Regions from separate parts of the Danio rerio genome. Here region 2 is linked to region 1. A link is a contact called in public HiCAR-type data. All regions are on one chromosome and are shown on one strand. Each heading gives the region's core, a stretch centred on a gene start, on an enhancer-like site or on the middle of the called end of the contact. The rest is flanking DNA. Distances are from core to core; before and after follow the strand shown.

What was found. HiCAR-type assays count read pairs that join an accessible place to other places.
Region 2: a contact with region 1 is called in a HiCAR-type map of caudal fin, with 6 times the contacts expected there. The contact joins two enhancer-like sites. A contact is called at or near these places in 2 of 18 Hi-C or Micro-C datasets (caudal fin and an unstated tissue) and 1 of 4 datasets of contacts at active chromatin or transcription factors (caudal fin).

The regions. Positions count from the first base shown.
Region 1 is chr3:22,453,086-22,455,697 of GRCz12tu, forward strand. The region is part of intron 1 of hoxb3a (homeobox B3a); the gene reads left to right. Among named protein-coding and RNA genes, the nearest start is that of mir10c, 6.1 kb to the right of the region's middle. Within about 2 kb of position 1,331, at least 21 of the 62 cell types and tissues checked have an H3K27ac peak or open chromatin away from gene starts, as enhancers often do.
Region 2 is chr3:22,618,527-22,621,138 of GRCz12tu, forward strand. No RefSeq gene overlaps it. Among named protein-coding and RNA genes, the nearest start is that of hoxb1a, 110 kb to the left of the region's middle. Within about 2 kb of position 1,290, at least 6 of the 62 cell types and tissues checked have an H3K27ac peak or open chromatin away from gene starts, as enhancers often do.

The DNA.
Region 1 (2,612 bases), core at 81-2,580:
TTAAACGTTTAAATAGCAATTTTGAGACTAATGCTTTTTGCATATTGATAGGAGCAATCTGCGAGCATATCTCATCCATAATGCATAGGGACAGGATCATCCAAGGGTCAGCAGACGGGAGCTGCTGCGAAGGCGCAAGCGCGAAACAATACAACTAGTCCATAAAGCAAAATTATGCGATGTTTGTCCTAAAAAGGTTTTCTGACTGAGAATGTTATAGAGCATTATTTTCTTTTTAGCTACAACATAAATTCTATCTATAATTACCAAAACCAAAGCAACAAACAAAACATCCTACATTTATGTGTAAGGGTGAAAAGGCTGGCAGTTAAAACAACCAAGAGTTAAATTCGCATCGCCCGCACATCATGCCTAAACCACGATCGGATTATTCATATAGCCTGGTTTAACTTACTTAAATAGAAAATAGAAAAGTAAGCTAAGCTAATTTCAAGTGAAAACTGCAAATATTTTTATGAATATAAATAACTGCTTAATTAGAAAACATTGATAACGTACAGTGTTTATTAATTTACGCCAGCCGTTACAATGAGAAAACATATTTTTGTCGAAACTTTAAGACATGCAAATTTACATTTGCAATAACTTAACAACAAAGTTATTACAATCATAAAACAGGATTAAGAGCAACAGTGAAATACTTCTGTGTTAGCGATTGGGAATCACAATTAACATTTTGCATTAAAATTTAAGGCATAATTTTGCTATACACATTGTCAGATGATTTATATATAATTGTATTTATTGTTGTCAAAATTAATCTATCAGACGTTTTTTTTCTTTCAAGTAATTCTATTAGCAGTTTGTCCTAAATACAAATACATTCAGGCTGTTTTCTCCTCCCTACTTCGTTTGACGTTTTCCCCCCTCAGATGTAACTCTCCTCAGTCGCCAGCAGAGCCCGCTTTAGACCAAGATCATGATGATTGAGGTTGCTTAGTTTTTGCTGGACGCCGTGTTTGCACAAAAGAATTAGCTCTAGAATATGTTATTTTAATTGAGAACACAATACTATCCTAAATTCCACCATATATACGTTGTAGTACTGTCCCCTGTGATGTAAACCACCCTCAAAGGATACAAAATGTGCCTGTGGACATTACATAATGAGATAACATAGTTCAATGCATTTGTAGGCAATAAGACAGCATCAAGATATGGCTTAGGTAAAATAGAGGCTCGTTTCCCCTCTCTGTGTCCCTAGTTTAATCCAGAGTAGCGTGGAGGTGAGCCGTAGTCTCGTTAGAAGTGGCGCGAGATTTGGCGGGGTTAAAAGGTTTAGGGGTCAAAAGTTTACGTAGTGCGTGACTCGGTCGTTGGCTGTCGACTCGCTGCGCTTGACCAATCGCTGGATGTCAATGGCAAAGTGGGAGAAAGAGAGAGAGGCGGAGTGAAGGTTTTAAACTGTCTCTTTTGAAAAGATTAGAAAAATGACAGAAAGAGCAGTACTGACTTTGCAACAAAGCACGTTGCTGAAAGGGTGTGTAGTGGAGAAAAAAAAACTATTGATTCAGGAGGGCATCTGCGAAAAGGCCTGGTGTTGCACTGTTGGTTTAAAAATAGTTCGTTTAATTCTGCGTTTTATTGCATTTACTGCTTATACTTTTGTGAGGCGGGCTATGAATGTTACATATAAAGCAAGTGAAAGGCAAATATAACCAAACGTTTGATCAGTGTTCTATAGAAATGTGATTCCGGTCGTTGTAAGTCATAGTAAAATCATGGCAGCTATCATGACAGTTACCTGGTAAAACTAAAGTCTGTTGCTTTTATTAATTTTATTGTGCTGTTTTCTACAGAAATGCTACACTATTTAATTGTTTATTTTGTATGCTACTTTATTACTATCTCTGTGTTGTTGGTCTAGGATTGTGTAAACCTATACATTTGTCTCAACAAAATAGCCAATGCAGCTGCAAAAATATACAACTGCAACCGCATAAATAAATAAAAACAAAGAAAATAAAGAAATTGAAATCCATAGCAAGGTGAGAATAAGAAAACTTTGTCATATATTCATATATATATATATTCATAAATATATATATATATATATATATATATATATATATATATATATATATATATATATATATATATATATATATATATATACACACACACACACACACACACACACACACACACACACACACACACACACACACACACACAAACACACACACACACACACAAATATATATACATACAGTTGAAGTCAGAATTATTAGCCCCCCTTTAATTTTTTTCACTTTCTTTTTAAATATTTCCCAAATTATGTTTAACAGAGCAAGGACATTTTTACAGATTGTCTGATAATATATATATTTTTTTTCTGGAAAAAGTTTTATTTGTTTTATTTCGGCTAGAATAAAAGCAGTTTTTAATTTTTAAATATCATTTTAAGGACAAAATTATTAGCCACTTTAAACAATTTTTTGATAGTCTACAGAACAAACCATCGATATGCAATGACTTGCCTAATTATATTAACCTGCCAAGCTAACCTAACCTAGTTAAGCCTTTAAATGTACCTTTAAGCAGTATAGAAGTGTATTGAAAAATATATTGTCAAATATTATTTACTGTCA
Region 2 (2,612 bases), core at 40-2,539, 170 kb after region 1:
AATACTGTTTTTAAATTATTTAAATACATATTTTTTATATTTTATTTATATTAGACAACATGTACAAGTACTTTATGTTTGCTGATTTTTGCTTTTGCTTTTCTAAATATACTAATAAAAACAAAAAGTTTACAGTAGTCAACTAAACCAGAAGTCAACTTAAAAAATAAAATAAGACATAAATAAATAAACCTTGTCAAACAGCTGATTGCAATATAAAAATCTTTTTAAACTACTTTAAATAGTCACTTTAAAAAACTATATTTCATAGCAAACCTAAGAGTACTATAAATATATTATACATGTATGTTTTTATGTTTAAAAAAAGGCCACAGAATGAGGGCTTATTATGGTTTTTCCTTGCAGTAAGGAAATGTTCTACAAAATAGGTGGTTGACTAAAAAAACATGAACATGCCAAACCACTGTTTTCAGCAAAAATCCCCATCAATCTTATTAAATACTTGAATAAATATAATGATTTTTCATAAATGTTTGGAGCACACATACTCTAGCTGTGCAGATTGTAATATTCTTTTCCATATTTATTTTTAATGTTAAAAATATACAGAGGCTTACTACAGTGGTCTAGTAGTCTCACAATATATTGAAAAAGATCAACATCAGAACAGCATTTTAAAGCTAAAAATTTCTCAAAATATTTAAAAAACATCGGTATAACTTAGAAGTGAAGATAAAAGATAAAAATATTTGACTATTTATTTTAAAAAGTAAAAAAGTGCATATAATTTTGGCTTACTATGGTTTAATGGCTTAAAATCCAGCAAGGAAGTGGTCTACAAAGCTGGTGGCAAACATTTATCTCTTTCACTTAAAAGAACGAAACTAATTTCTTAATATTTAATCTATTTTGAGGGTAGAAATAAGCATATAAGGGCAGAGTTTGACTTTTTTTTACATGTTAAAAATACACTGAATGATGGCTTACTCTGGTTTTCCTTACAGGCCAGTATGGAAGTGGTCTACCGAAAAACATAAAATTGCCAAGTGCCAAACCTGTGGTACTGCACCTCTAAGCTATGTTTGAGCAGGACCGGCCCACACAAAGCTGCTTTTGTAGCCCAATGTTTGAATGGTTTATGCGGCCTGTTTGAAAGCGTTCTGTGTGTGTGTGTTGAGGGAAGGTGAGCTAAAGGAGGATTGTTTGTATGTGTGCCTACTAGAGAGAGAGAGCAGGTACACAAAGCAAGCAGGCCTGGATCCACCTACCACACACCCAACGTGAGCCACTGAACGGTCCAATCAAATCCTCGGCTGAATTTGACGGTGACGTCTGTTGCGAAGGTCTGTTACGAACACAAAGCACACGTACAGGCACACGTGCACACATTCACATACATCCAAACTATCCAAACACTGCTGCCACCTAACGGATGATCCGAGTGGCGTTTTCAGTCCCGCCTTTCCTCGCTTTCTCTCTTCCACTCCTTCATTCGCTCTCTCATTTCCCCCCTCCAAGCAAATTCAATCTGACTCATGAAAAAGATGCAGGAAAGATGGCATCATTAGGACGCCCACTAGCCCTCATAAGACACACACACACACCCTTTTGCAAAGGGCAAACAGAGTTCAGAGTTCATCTGTTGTTCACCAAATGACTGATCCATGTTTGAAGCCCAACCCAAGGTATCTCATTACGGACGGCAACAAGGCCAGATATTCGCATGAATATGATTCCCAACATTGCAAATTTCCATCTCCGATAAATTCTGTCGCAGGTATCAAGAAATCTGACGCATTATAGAAATGTTGAGTTGCAAGGTTAACTCTTTCTCATTGATCTTGCACAACAAAAACATTCAAATTGGGAAGTTAAATTGATTGGAAACTGCACACGACCTGTTGACCCTGGCGATGATGACCAAATGAATATCGGGTCGGTTCAAGTTCAGTTCACAGGTTCTCCAACAGTCATGACTGGAGTGTGAGACACACCTTAAAATGAAATGCTCAACATTCTACCAAACAAACCACATGTAAACCACTTCATCTCGATCTTTTACAAAGTCCGACTTGAGAAATGCCTATTTTCCCAATTGTGTTGCAAGGTCAAAACAAGCTGAAAGGTCGCTACTTAAACACATGCAATCCATTCAACCTGATGGAGTAATGCACGAAAAAGGAAAGACAGACAGAAAAACCAATCATCCAAATAAAGGAAATTACTGGTCTTGGCTTTGTTTGGGAAAAGAGAGCGGATCGGTTGACGTGCTTTGAAGAGAGGGCAAAAACGATGTCTAAATCGAGGGTAAACGAAGTTCACGGGTTCAACGGCTGTTCACCAATCCCCCTCCCAGCTAATCAGGTATTTATCACACTTATCGATGTGCGTGTGTTTATTTTAGTGCTCGTCACAGCTGGAGGTGCATACGTGTGTGTCTGTGTGTGTGGCGTACGAGTGTTGTGTATTCGGATGGCTTTGAGTGACTGCAGCGGTTTGTTTGTGTCCGTACCCGCTCCTGTACCACGAGGAAGAATGGCGGGCGTCTTTATCAGCCGTGCTTTATCCTGCTAATGGCAAGGCCCTGTCGGCTCCAGCCAGCCGGGTGACAGCAGATTTGTAACGGGCGACAGGAACAGATGGAGACGCCA